Linked DNA regions of Arachis hypogaea: region 1 is linked to region 2. Evidence: chromatin contacts called from public Hi-C data. All regions are on one chromosome and are shown on one strand. Each heading gives the region's core, a stretch centred on a gene start, on an enhancer-like site or on the middle of the called end of the contact. The rest is flanking DNA. Distances are from core to core; before and after follow the strand shown. Region 1 holds the start of LOC112784353 (pentatricopeptide repeat-containing protein At1g71490). Region 2 holds the start of LOC112782712 (ABC transporter F family member 5).

Region 1 (7,773 bases), core at 4,339-6,838, 310 kb after region 2:
ATGTGATCAGCTACTTCTTAATGGATATAATTATTAATATTGATAAAATTAGAAAATAAGGTCATAATCGTCATTAAAATTATAAAATTAAAGAATATAAACAATAGCTTAGTTATACTAAATTTGACTATGTAACACATCATCTGTCAATGACCTAATCAAAATGGCAAAAATTAAAGCATAAGCAGAGAATAAAATATTTCCACCATCTGATGTAATTTTTTTATAATCCTGTCAAATCCTAATTAGCAACAATAACTGTCAACAAACCAACACTTCTTTTCATTAGCACGAGTCAATTAAAGGATCAAATTATGCTGAACGATGAATTAACGAATTTGGAATATACCTAAAAGGGTTATGAATTAATAGCCATCTAACCAACAAATGCTAGTTTGGAGCTATGTCCTTAAACACTGGCAAGCGTTTGGAGGAGTCTGTTGGAGCATGCATGACTTGATTTGTGAAAACATGAACTCTTTGCATTAGTTCCTTCCTCTGCCTTTCAATAAGCAAATCTTGGAATGAGAACAATGAAGTTGAGCCATAAGAACCATCCTTATTGCCATCTAGTTGGGATGGGTAAGGTACTATCCCATCCTGGAACATGAAACGTGAATCCTCGTAACCGCTATTCTCTAGTTCACTTTTGCTGTGTTTTCTTTGTACTTGTTCCCACTTCACATTCAATTGCTTTGTCTTCTCTTCCCATTCCTTAGGCATAGAGTTCCCCAACCATGACATAGTGGTGTTATATTTACCCGCCTTTTCTTGATCCCTCGTATTGATCTGCATATATATAAACAAATAAATTAACAATATTTTTTAATTGACCAAACCATATGCGTATGAAAACTATTGTGCTCTCGCATACGTGGCGTTCAAGTTTGCTAATAAAAGCGTATAATTCCATCGATCAGCGTATATTCCATATTAATTCTTTCTTCAACGAAAAAAGATTAGACATATATTCACGAAAAATATAGGAATGCAGAAAGTCAGATAATTCATCGTTCTTTGGCCATGCATCGTACTTAATCTCACGGAGATTGATGTATATAAATACATACATATATTTCTTTCTTAAATCTATTTCTCTACTGGCGTATAGCCGTATACATGAAGTTACAAATATGTAACATATTTCAAATCTTTCTTTGATTTTTATTGAATATCCATCCCGATATAATTTCTTCAAAACACTACTTGAAAAAAAATACCTATTTCGATCCTTGATATTTAATTTTACTAGACTGTTAACCTCTCTGTCAATGATCTCTCTCCAAAACATGCTTATGTGGCACATTAATTTAGTATACACTCCCTACAACATTCAACTCTTCAAAATGTTCCTCGGGTGAAACAGTCTCCTCATTACTTACATAACCAGCATCTTTCATTACTTCATTGAGTCCATCCATTAAAGGGTAGAGCTCATAAGCACGAGGGTTGGAAGTGTCTCCCACCACAAATGGAGAAAACTCATTGCCAACATCAACCCAAGCACAGCCTGGTGCCTTTCTCACACCTATGTTCTTCATGTAACTCCTCACTTCAGCAAGCTTGCTCCAACAACCAGCGGCTGCATACATGTTCGCAATCAACACATAATAACCCGAGTGATCAGGTTTCATTTCCATCAATTTTCCTGCAGCCCATTCCCCCATCATTGTGTTTCCATGGATTCGACAAGCTCCAATGAGTGTCGCCCACATTGCAGAAGTTGGCTTGCATGGCATCCCAGTAATAACATCCCTTGCTTTGTTCAGATGGCCAGCCCTTCCATAGAGATCAACCATGCAAGCAAAGTGCTCGATGCGCGGTATCATCCCATGAACATCTGTCATCTGTTTAAAGAGTAACTGACCCTGAGATACAAGACCAGAATGGCTGCAAGCTGTTAGAACTGCAACTATTGTTACATGGTCTGGTTTAATCTTCAACTTGCACATCTCTTCAAATAGTTTTAGAGCAGTTTGTCCTTCTCCCTTCATACCGTACCCCAAGATCATGGAAGTATATGTGACTTCATCTCTTGCACTCAGCGAATCAAACACTCTTCTGGCTTCTAAGACTTTGCCAGACCTCGCATACATGTCCACCAGAGCGTTCCACAATAATAAATACTTATCAAACTCTTCACACTTCATGATGTAGCCATGAAACTCCCTGCCATGTTGCAGATTCGCTATGCGAGCACAAAGGGGAAGAACACTTGCAATGGTTACAAAATTTGGTTCAACACCCTTGTGTAACATTTCTCTGAAAAGGTGTGAGACTTCCTCAGATCGATCCATGTGTGCATATCCAGAAAGCATCGCGTTCCAAGTAACTAAACCCTTGTCTTCCATTCTGTGGAACATTATATATGCATGCCTGAGGTCACAACATCTGGAATACATTGTAACTAATGCATTTCTTACATTTTCAAATGCATCTAAGCATGTTCTTACAGCATGACCATGAATCTCCTTTCCCAATTTAAGGGCTCCAATGTGGGAACATGCATTCAATCCAACAACCACCGCAACATTGTCCAAATGAATTTTAGTTCTCATCTGAGAAAGCATCTTAAGTGCCCCACTAAAATTTCCTGAATGCAAGCACCCTCCAGCAATAGTATTCCAAATGATCACATTCATTTCAACACCCTCCTCTTGCATGCATCCAAATAGCCAAAACGCTTCCTCCCACATCCCCCTTGAAGCATAACAATTGATCATAGTGTTCCAAGAAACATCATCCCTGTGGTGCATTTTATCAAATATTTGGCGAGCAACCTTCAATTCCCCGAACCTACCATACATAGAGACCAATGCATTGTGCACAAACAAGCTCCACCCAATTGAGCTAGCCTCAATAGACTTGTGAACCTCCACACCAGTAGCAAAATCTAACAATTCCCCACAAGCCTTTAGAACAGAAGGGTAAGTGAAATCATCAGGTTCAATCCTCTTATTCACCATTTTCTTATATGCGGAAAGACCCTCCATAAAGAGCCCATTTCTAACATAGGAAGATATAACCATATTCCAAGGCAATGGATCCAAACTAGTGGAGCTCTCAACAACAACATTAGCATCAGCAAGGAGAGTGAAACTAGTGTAAAAATTAGTGAGCCTTGAAACCAAAATAGGGTGTTGATCAAGACCCAATGAAATGACTTGGGCATGAAGCTGCTTACCCTGTGGCAATGATTTAAGGTTAGTGCAACCCAAGAGAAGAGAACTAATGGGGTGTAACAAGATATAGGAAGAAGAAGCAGTAGAAAGTGATGGTGCTGCATGTTGCTGTATTTGAAAGAAGGTTTTGAATGCGTTAGACAAGTTGGCTTGGTTAACAAAGTCCTTGAGAGCTGCAACAAGAACACCAACCATAGATGCATCAGTGAAGGCAAAGTGTTTGTCAAACTGTTTGGTAGGTTGTTTCCATGGTTTAGGTAGGAACCTCTGAACTCGTGAGAGTAAGAGTTTTGTGGGTATAGTTGTAGAAGATGGCATAAACTGTCATGGCCAATAAGGAGCAAGCACATGTCTTGAACAACATTTGATGGATTTGGTTCTGTAACAGGGTTGTCGAGCTCAATAATTTTAAGTTGTGAATATGGAGGGAGTACCCAAGTGTGGAAGATGCAGTGCCGATGGAGAAGTGAGATGTCGTATATTTTACCTGAAATGGAAGACAAACGGAAAATTGCAAGTCATAGAATCGTAAAGGGATAGTAAATAGTGACTCCTAAATAGTAAATAGTAAGCTTTCATAATTCAAAACTAAAATACAACCAAAGTTGGATTATATCTCTTAGCATATTTAACATATTTTCGTAGAATTTCCCACAACAGAAGCTACCCCTTCTCCCACTTGGTTGCAGAATTTCCCATACATGTTGCAAACCTTTATCCATTGAACTTCAGGTTGCCCTGCCTTTGCAAACACTGCTGATTGCAGCAATGCTGCTGCTCCTGCCCCAGTCACATATTCCATTACCTGTATATGTAAACGAAGTTCAACATACCTTTCTGATATATGTTATATTTGAGACTTCATTCAACTCAAAATGAATATAAAGCTTCACCTGGATAAAATACCGAGATCTTAAGTTGTAGGATAATACTTCATAAACCATAACCCATTATCTTACTAATGCTTGTTTGAACCCCAGCATGACCAAGGAAATTAAATGCTCACATCATCCAAGACACATATTTAAGATCCTAAACCCAAACATGCCCTGTGGTGAGAGTGAGAGTGACTGTAACTAGTATCAATCATGCAAGTTTACATTGAGGTCCCTCAAAATTGAGGTCACTATTGATTTGGATTGCTATACAAATTTAAGCCATGAAAGCAAACCATAACCAACTGGACCCTACTCTGAAAATTCTGACAGAAGATGTCAATATGCAAAGTGCATAACATAGTGTTGCCTAGTTACTACTTTATTATAATCTCAATAATCCATATCTTTGATCAATTGATGCTATAGTAAATGAATGGTTGGGATGATTAATGAACGAACCGGTTGAAAAATTAAAGTTTAAGATGGTCACTAGAACTTGACTGAGGTGTGGCAATTTGCAAATTCAGTTACCAAAATGTACAAAAATATACATAAAAGGTACCTGATCAGCAGTGAAAATAATCCAAGGGCTTGAAGAGTACACTTTCTATAATTATGCAAGAACACAGCACAGTGCTCTTCACCGATCAAGAACACAGCACAGTTTTCTTCCTATATCAGAGTGAAGCAAACACAAAACAGGTTGATTCAAGAGCAAATTGAACCTTAGAACAGTTTAGCATTCAAAAGCACAATAAAGAATACAAATATTTTAAAAGAAAAATAAATTCACAACTCACATGTTTATATGACATTAAAATAAATTCAGCATATAAAATAACTAAACTACTAACAAGGAAAGCAAATCAACAAGCGATACAATCAAATAATTAACAAGTACAACAACTTCCAAAATCCAAAATGACAAGTAACAAACCACACATGAATTAGAATCCTAAGCACCACCATAATTTAAAATTTAAAATTTAAAATCATCATTCACAGAGCATATCGTTCACTTTGTAGCAGAGGTATTTGGTTTCTCAACATTGAATACTTGAGCCTTGAGAATTGAGATATTGAACAGAGAGATGATGGAGTGAAATCAAATAACAGAGGGAGAAAAAGAGATTTATGGCTTACCTAAAATGACACAACAGGGGAGGAGAAGAGGGCAGCAGGCAGCAGCAACCAGGAACGACACAAAGCAGCAGCGACAGTAAGTCAGCAACCTTCCAATGCAGTCGCAGTCGCAGTCGAGAGATACAGAGATGCACTTACGGTAGCGCAGTCGCAATCACGCAACACCCACAGGCGGCACCGCAGCAGGCCTCAAGGTTCACGGTAACGCAACCAACACTCCGATTTGGTGATTTCAGTCGGAGTTCAGAGTTTAGAGGGAGGGAAAACCTAGAGAAGATGACGAACAAATTCTCAGATGTATTTCTTCTTTTTGGATATGAATGGAGATTAGGGTTGAGAGCATCAAGACTACTGAGATGATATTATGGGACCTAAATTTTTTGAGTAAAGGACAAATTCGTCCTTGACCTTTCTTTTATGGACATTTTCGTTTTCGAGTATTGGAAAATACTTTAATATGTCCCTAACCCCCAAAAAAGTGGATATATTTATCCCTCCGTTAGAGTCGCTCTGTTTGCCCTGACGGAAAACGGTGACGTGGCTCCCGTAGCGCTGACCTAACCGTTACGGACTGCCACGTTGGATGGGCTTTTGAAAAGAGGACATATTAGTCCCTAGGGACCAAAACGTCGCCGTTGCTCCCCCACCCCCAATCTATGAAGTCCTGTGAGCTCTAATCCTTCAAATACAGTGTGAAGGTGAAGCGGATGAAGGAAGAAAAAGAGTATTCCGACTCATGGCATTCGACGGAGGTCGGCCCCAAGTCTGACGGCCAGACCATCGAGTGGCTCCTCCGCCAGGCCGAGCCCTCAATCATCGCCGCTACCAGAACTAGAACCACTCCCACCAGCTTCTCCTCCGTTTCCGTCTCCGTACGCGGCGGTGCTGGCTCTCTCTCTTCTCCTTCCTCAACCTCCGCAGCGTCTTCGCTCGACCACAAGTCCTTGCTGGGTCTCACTCCCTTCATATTCGGCAAGCGCATACGTACCGACGACGACGCTTCCGCCAAGGATGACAGCGTCTCCGTGGGGCCCGCCGTGGGTCCTAAGTGGGCCCTGGAGCTCCCGCGGGGCTCTGGGTCCTCCTGGCCAGGCCCGATTTTGGTCAAATTTGAAGTTTTGCAGCGGCTGCTCCTCTGCTGGAGATGGTTGTGCAGTTGGCGACGGTGTCGGTGTCTCAACAGCAACAAGCTTCTTTGTTCGTTCACCATCGGCATCAGCAGCAGCAACAAGCCGTAGGAGAAGCTTCGGCGGCGAGGTTGGGAAATTACCTTCCTGGACATCTGAATTTGCTGGCTTCTAAGTTGGGAGGGCCCGGAAAATTTTAGGTTTAGGGCTCTTTTGTTTTTAGTTTTTTGAGTGGAGAAGTCCATGAATTCAATTAGGATTTGTTTTAAGTTATTTATTATGATGATGATGAATTGCTGCAGATTGAGGCTGGAAGCGGTTTTGAGGACCTTGATCATCAGTGTTTGCTGTGTACAAGTGCAAATGCAGCTTGGAAATTCATAATGTTGGTTGTGATTAAAAGAAAGCAAAATTCTCCAAGTTGGAGAGACTAATAAGCTTTGTAATGATAATGGGATTGCATTATTGGTTGCTTGGTTTTTGAGTTTTTCACTTACTCTCGTCCATCATGTCCTAAATCCTAATGGAGTGTACAAGTTTGGTTGTTGTTGCAGCGAGCTCAAGTGCAATTACTAGTAGATTTAGTGTTAATAGTGGTCAAACTCAACTCAACTTTGCTCCCAATTTGTTGAAGTACACAACTCAACACAACACAACACACTACATTCCAATTCCTATGAAAGAATTCATGTGTTGTTCTTGTTAATCATATGGGTTTTGGCACAGCTTGATGGATGGTGAGTGGTGTGGTGAGTAGTCAATGTTATCCTCTCTTTCAATCTCTATATTTCTTTCACTTTCACATGTGTTGTTCTTGTTAATGATATGTTCTTGTTCATCATGATGTTGTTTTCTGAGGTCACTATAGTGTGGGTGAAAGACAAGTGTTTTCTGAGGTTACAGGATTTTATAGATTTGGGGTGGGGGAGAAACGGCGACGTTTTGGTCCCTGAGGACTAATATGTCCTCTTTTCAAAAGCCCATCCAACGTGGCAGTCCGTAACGGCTAGGTCAGCGCCACGGGAGCCACGTCACCGTTTTCCGTCAGGGCAAACGGAACGACTCTAACAGAGGGATAAATATGTCCACTTTTTCGAGGGGTCAGGGACATTAAAGTATTTTTCAATTCTCGGGGACGAAAATATCCGCAAAAAAAAAGTTAGGGACGGATTTGTCCTTTACTCAAATTTTTTTTATGTATTTTTGTTTTGTGTTTTTTAGATTATTTGAAATTTAAATATATAAAATTAAAGTTAGTAATTTTAAAATTTAATTAATTTAAAGAAGTAATTTTTGTTTAACATAAAAAATATTTTTCATTTTTATTAAATTATAAGGATGTATGTTTTAGTAAAAATAATGAAATGATATATATTTAAAAAAAATAAATAAATATTGATATGAATAATATAATTTACATGTCGTATTTTTATTTGTTCATAC
Region 2 (7,625 bases), core at 4,063-6,562:
AAACATTAGAGTCCCTTGCATGTATCACTCCCACCTCCTCGACACCAGAAAATGTCAGACGCTATCATAAAAAGGAGTCTAAACTTCATGTTTCGACCCATACTCATTCATTTCAGGTAACCCTCGAAACAGATGAATTATATGTTATCTTGATAAAGAATACAAAATATGGATATTTACAAAATACATTTCGAAGCTCAAATATGTGTTTATAAGATGAAATTAATATTTTTTTAAAATTCACCCGTTGTACTTCTTTTTTTATCTAAAAAAGTCTTTTATAAAGAATCTATAACTTTAAGACGGCTCTGTTTGAGATTGTCAGTTACATAATAAATAATAACAGGATACGTATATAAGAATTAATAAACATTATAAAATTTGTTATATGAATGGATTTAAGCAATTAAAATTGAGATATAAGTCTATCAGCATTGAATTATAATAGTCGAATCAATATCCTAAATTTAAGCTGATATATTCTGTCAATAAATTAGGTTGAGCTTTAATAATAAAAAAAAGAAAAGGATAAATAGGTTCCTGATCTTTTGTTTTGTGGACATTTTCGTTTTTAACCATTGAAAAATATTTTTAAGTCCCTGACCTTCACAAAATTTGGACGAATCAGTCCCTGACGGAGGCATTTGGACACAGGGGCGGAGCTAGGTACAAGGAAAGGGGGGCAATAGCCCCCCTAATTTTAATTTTTTACATGTAAATTATATGTAAATTTCAGTTTAGTCCCCCCTTAAAATTTTATTTTAGTCTTATTTTATTGTAAAAATATTTTTTGCCCCCCTCTAATATTTCTTCTAACTCTGCCCCTGTTTGGACGGATCAATCCCTGACGGAGGCATTTGGACGGAGGGACTGTTCCGTCCAAGTTTTGTGAAGGTCAAGGACTTAAAAGTATTTTTTAATGGTCAAGGACAAAAATATTCGCGGGACAAAAGGTTAGGGACCTATTTATCCTTTTATATAAAAAAAATTAATTATAACTTAGTCATATGGAACCCCTAAGTTCATAGTATATTTTTTGGGAGAATGAAATAACTAAAAAGTTTTAAAAAGGTAAAAAAATATACCGTTTTCATTAATGATGTTAGGCAATTCGCATTCAAAGAAACTCTTAACCATTTGATGCATGACCAATGATGAGAAACTAAACATTTGCATTGAATGGCATAGTGATGCAGAATACAAAATGAAAAAATCTTGACCATTAATTTAGAAATAGATTCAAAGAGAATGGAAGAAGTTAAGTTGTTTTTATTTAACCCAAAAAGAAACATTATAGCTCAAAACCACGAGGCATAGTCAATAGAAGCTATTAAAAAAACTTTTGCAAAGAGAGAAGATGAATAAAAAGGTTAGTTCTCCTCTCCTAGTCTATATTCTTGTTGGTTTGTCGCAAACCAACTTAATTTAGTTTATAGAATTTATTAAAGGAGATCAAAATTTGAAAATTTTTTTTCATACAATTCACACACGATCACATTTAACACTATGGTTCTAAAAACTGAATTAAATTGGCCAATCGAATTGGTTTAACTAAAAACTGATGATAAAAATGATTTGATCTGCCAATAATCACTCAATTGAAAATCGCTTGAAAATTGTTGAACCGATCGAAAACTGATCGATTAGACTGAATTGAGATCTGGCCAATTCTTGAAAACGATGTCGTTTTGGGTGTTTTTTTTAGAAAAAAGAAACCCAACGTGTCACCCCTTTTCCAACACCCCCTAGCCCTCATTCGTGAATGACACATTCAGAATCAGAAGTAAAGTTCCAAACCAAACCAAAACCCTAGCTTCTTTAACGGTTCTGTCGCTGCTGTTCCGGAGTTGCTGATGCCTCCGTATCACCCTCCTTTCCCCTGTCCCAAACCCATACCCTGCCTTCTAGCTCGACAGGTCGTCCTTATCTTCCCTGGCTTCTCTGTTCGAGGTTTGGAGCAACTCGCCGTCGTCTCACCGCTCGTTGTCCTGTTCTCCATCAAAAGTTAGTGGCACTGCTTTCACTTCTTCGGTTATTCCTTTTATGCTTTGTTTAGTGATTTGACTAATTTTTGAATGTGAAATTGTGAATAAAAATCAAATCAGTTATTTTGTGTTGTTGAAATTATTGTTAGTTATGGATTTGTTACTCTGCTGCTGCTTTTTAATTTCTGAGTATGCTAGTTATAAATTTTTTTGATAGGTTTATTGATTTCTAGATTAGGGTGATTATATGTTGCTATTTAATAATTTTTATTGCTGGTTGTTCTTAATTCCAGGCTCTGCTCAGTCTATTGTGCTGTTGGTAATGGTATTTTTTATTGGATTTATCCTTTGAGAGCTGATGTTAGCGTGGTTTGATGTTGCCTTATTGATTTAGTTATGGTCTTATGGATGATTATTTGACTTCTGACTATGTTTCTGTTGTTTTTAACTTTGTGAATGATTTATTGATTTTAGTTATGGTTGATAGTATTAATCAAGAAATAATTGTTGAACATATGGAAAGCATATTGTAAGAAATTGAGAGCAACAAAAACAAAAGAAAAGTAAGCTTTCGTGAAGAGGGTGGTGATGAGGTAGAGGATGCAATTGATGAAGCAATAGCTCAAGAAGAACAACAACGTACTTCGAGTAAGCAAATGGTTGGAGGCGATCCCCAAAAAAAAGCCAAAGTCATTCCTCCTATGTTTGCACCAAGAACAACTCTAGAAGCTCAACCAAGTCTTAAAAGTGTCTTGCAAAACAAAGAGGCGATACACGAGATTGATAAACAGTTTGCTCGGTGGCTTTTGGATTGTAGAATTCCATTTAATGCAGTGATGTTGCCAGTTTTTCAAGATATGTTGGATAGTGTTGCTGGTATTGGACCTGGTTATAAGGGTCCTTCTTATGATAAATTAAGGGTTCACTTGTTGGCTAATCTAAAAGAGAATGTTAAATGCTAGTTGATAGTTATAGAAGTGCATGGAGAGAAATTGGATGTACCCTCATGGTTGATGGTTGGACAGATAAAAAACAAAGAACATTAATTAATTTCTTGGTGTATTATTCTAAAGGTTTGTGCTTTGAAAAAAGATCTTCATGCTACAGCTTACTTCCTGAATCCTGCTTTCTTTTTAGATGAAAATTATAATGAAGCACCTAATGTTATGTGAGGTTTACTTGATCTTGTTACCTTGTATTGCAAGTGTAACAATTTGGATTTAGTTGAGGCAGTAAAAGAAATACATTTATATAGAGATCGGAAAAAAAGTTTTGATAGGCCAAGAATCTATTCAAGCTACAAAAAAACTTAAGCCTGGTAAGAATATTTGTTTAATAGTAACTTGTTTTATGCTTTCATTTTCTTAACTGATAACTTCTAATATGTTATGGTTTTATAATTAGTAGATGAATGGTGGAGGTTGTTCGGTAGTTCTGTTCCATGTTTACAAAGGATAGATGTTCACATTCTTAACCATGCATCTGCTTCCTCTAGGTGTGAGAGGAATTGGAGTCTTTTTGACCAGATTCATACAAAAAAAAAAAGATTGGAGTATAATAGACTGAATGATATTGTTTATGTTACTTATAATTTGCGTCTTAAATCCAGGTAATATATGTTTCATGCAATATCATATTATTTCATATATAATCTCTATGATAACAAATTTGTTTACTTTTTCATATGTTGTATTTAATTTTTTAGGAAGGAAAAAGAAAAAGAAAAAGAAAGCAAAAGATACAATACGATTCAATTGATTATGAAAGCATCAATTTAGTTGATTTTTGGGTAACGGAAGAGATTGTAGAGAAAGAACCTGATCTTTCTAGTAATGTGGATGACTTATTGCGTGAGTATTATAGTTTATTTTCTAATGATTTATTAGAATGTTGTTAGTTTTTAATATTATGATAAATACGTATTTTATTAGGTGATATTGATGCTGATTTATATCAAAATAGTGGTGGTAGTAGTGGTCTTTATGCTGCATCTCTTGATTCTTCTGCTCAAGATGGTGGAAATGAAGGTAAAGATGATTCCACCAAAAAAAATCTGCAACAAATTTTTTGCGGATTTTGATGATTGATAAATGATAAATCTTTATGTTGGCATTTAATATTTAGATATTTCTTTTTACTATTTAACTTTTGAGTTTGTATTTTGATAAGATCATATGGATTTGATTGATGATATTTCATGTAATGTTTTAAATTTAAAAAATATTTTAAGATTTATATTAGATTATAATTATATTTTAAGATGTTTATTTATTATTTTAATTTAAAATAATTTTTTAATTAAACTACGATTGAATTGATTAGACCAATAAACCAATAATTAGAGCGGACGATAATCTACTATGTCTTTAGTGAGACTTGAACCCAATGCAGCACATTTGAGACATGATGATGGATCACTAAATTAAAGCCTCATATGAAAAATTTGAAATGTTTAAAATGGGCTTATTAGTAATCCCTTATGGGCTTTTTGACTTTCATTTTTATGGATAGGCTTGTTTTTGGTCTGATGAATAGAGCTATTATTATTTGATTGATCCAGAGAACATCCCACCACATTGTTTCTCATAAAAAGTTTTCTAAGAATTTTTGGTGTGACCAAAAAAAAAAAAGAATTTTCGGTTGCTTGTAGTGATGAGACGTGGAGTGAATAGGTGAACTTAGGATGAGCACGGGTAGCGGATATCCGTTTACCCATTCAAACTCGAATCGAATAAATTAAATTAGTTTTGGAACTAACGGATAATTGGGTTCAACTCGAACCAAACCGATGATCTTTGTTAGTAATTGATTCGGGTATCGATTCTAGGAGTGCAGAACCCGAACAACCCGTGAACCTGATCATATATTAATTAAATAATATATATATATATATATATATAATTTTTTATTAGACAAAGATTATTCACTATTAATATGTTTGGATTTTAATAAGTTTAGTTTTTAATGTATTTACTGTTTGGATTATTTCTATTAATGTTACATGTTTATTGTACTTATTGAATTTTTAAGATAAAAATTTGATTTTTTTTATGAATTTTAAAATCATCGGATACCTAATTACCCAAACCGAACTAATTTATTTTTAATCAATTTGGTTTAGTTCGAATATATATACAAAAAAATACAAATCAAAATCAAACTGAACTAATTATATTTTGATCAATTTGATTCTAATTTTATCATAAATCCAAACAAAATCGAATTGTGCTCAGCCTTAAGTAAACTGGTAAACGCTATAACATGGAACGAAAGAGTTCATAAACTCACGCGTGTTATTCAATGATAGGACCTTATCGCGCTTAGCACCACCACACTCCACACAAAATCCCCCTACGAGATATGTTTGGTTTTTCTTTTCTCTCTCTCTCTCTATTTTTGTGGCCACGAGAAATTCAAGTTGCAGTAGTCATTTCCATGCTTAAGCTAAAAGAATACTCTTGAAATAGAATAGATTCTCTCGATTCTTTTTCTCTAATGATATTGTTAAATATAATGTTTATTATATAATTGTTAAATAAAATAAAAAATATTATATAATAAAATTTAAAATTATTTTCCATCTCAAATTAACAATAGTTTCACATGGTCTCTTTTATTTTAATTAGTCAATAATTAACGAAAATTAATCGTTTCATTTATTTGCTATAATTTACATATATATCTATATCACTTTACTGATAAATAAAAACAATTTAATGCTTACCAAAGTTTGAAAAAAAGAGCATTTCATATATTACAAATATCAATGAGTAAGATAAGATAACATCGGCTCGTAAAGTTTTTATATAAAAAAAAATGTATGACCAATATTTTTATTTAAATTTAGTTAGTAATTAATTAATAAAAAAATAATAATTTTACATTATTAATTATATTATTAAAAATATTAATAATAATTAATTAATAATTACAAATTATAAAATCTGTTTATTTTCTAACACTCCTCTTTTATATATATGTTTTCCTTAATCTATCACTTATTTCATTAAGTTGGCTCCCAAAAATTATGGTAAAAATAAGTATGCAAATCAGTTTTTAAGACACCAAAGAAATAAAAATTAATTTTTAAAAAATTAGTTCATATTAACATGAAAAAATTAACTCGTAATTAAACTCAATAATAAAAACGTCTAACTTTGGAAAGAGAAATTAAAGAAAAGCATAGATATAACATATAAGTGGATGGGAAAATCCCAACAGTGTGTGCCAGTGGAAATCTCTTTGATGGGCTGAAATATTGTGTAATTTATCTTTTCTGTGTGGGAGAGAGAACTCATTCTGCGTTCTCACTTTCACACTCCCAATTCCATTGCAAAGTTGAAGTCCGTAACTGTCTCTGTATCCACTAACCGCCTTTCATTTCATAATGGAGTTGGCCGCCAAGCTCCACCACCTCGATCTCACTTCTGCCTTTCTCAGCGGTGGCTCCGTTATCTTCGAACCTCCTAAACCTCTCTCCCGCCCACCCCTTCATCTTCGCCCAGTTCGCATCAACAACGCTCACTTCACTAACCCAACAACAACAAGAAGAAGAAGATTCTTCGACGCCATAAGACCTACCAATTCCACTACCACTCTCCGTTTCTCCGCCGTGGCCACCGACGACACCTCCCTCGCCGAAACGACGATCGAACAACAAGACGACATCGAGTCCCTCCTCTCCGAACCTTCTTCCAACGACTATGACTTCGATAAACGGCGCGCCAACAAGCAATCCACTACGGGAGCTTCCAGCGTTTCTTCGGGGGTAAAATTGGAAAACGTTACCAAGAGCTACAAGGGTGTAACGGTTTTGAAAGACGTGAGCTGGGAAGTGAAGAAGGGAGAGAAAGTGGGCCTCGTTGGCGTTAACGGTGCCGGTAAAACCACGCAGATGAGGATTATTGCGGGTCAAGAAGAACCCGATTCAGGTAACGTCATTAAAGCCAAACCGAACATGAAAATCGCATTTTTGAGCCAGGAATTCGAGGTTTCGCCCAGTAAGACGGTGAGGGAAGAGTTCACGAGCGCGTTCAAGGAGGAGATGGAGATAGCGGTGAAGCTTGACAAGGTTCAGAAGGCTCTAGAAGGTGCCGTGAATGACATGGATTTGATGGGGAGGCTTCTTGATGAGTTTGATTTGCTTCAGAGAAAGGCACAGGCTTTGGATTTGGATGAGGTTGATGCCAAGATAAGTAAGTTGATGCCTGAGCTTGGGTTTGCAGCTGAAGATTCTGATAGGTTGGTTGCTTCTTTTAGCAGTGGGTGGCAGATGAGAATGTCTCTTGGGAAAATTTTACTTCAGGTATCTATGAATTACATATCACAAACATGCTGCTATTCTATGGGGTACACACATACCAGATTATATGTATTTTCTTTTTTTTTTTTCCCGAGAATTGAGACATTGTTTGTTGAGTGGGATAATCTAGTTGGAATTGAGTATAAGGGATGCTACAGTTGTGTTGTGAAGGGTTGCTTCTTTTGTGAAACCTTTCTCATGCATTGGCTACACTGCATGCACTACTTTGTGGCAATTACTCCATTTGATCTTAAATAATTGTTAATTGTGTTCAGATACATAGAATTTTTTCAGCGTCTTTGCGTAAATTTATTGAAACATTTAGCACACTGTGGCTT

The links. Hi-C and Micro-C count contacts between places; a contact is called where the count stands out from the background.
Region 1: a contact with region 2 is called in a Hi-C map of leaf, with 4 times the contacts expected there. The contact joins the promoter of LOC112784353 here to the promoter of LOC112782712 in region 2. A contact is called at or near these places in 3 of 8 Hi-C or Micro-C datasets (all in leaf).

The regions. Positions count from the first base shown.
Region 1 is chr20:107,170,619-107,178,391 of arahy.Tifrunner.gnm2.J5K5, forward strand. LOC112784353 (pentatricopeptide repeat-containing protein At1g71490) reads right to left here and starts at 5,589. Exons shown (of 2, transcript XM_025827525.3): 1 at 5,204-5,589; 2 at 984-3,669. The coding sequence starts at 3,500. The coding sequence ends at 1,311. It also overlaps the pseudogene LOC112786107.
Region 2 is chr20:106,864,607-106,872,231 of arahy.Tifrunner.gnm2.J5K5, forward strand. It overlaps LOC112782712 (ABC transporter F family member 5), which reads left to right and starts at 5,313. Exons shown (of 9, transcript XM_025825236.2): 1 at 5,313-7,290. The coding sequence starts at 6,373.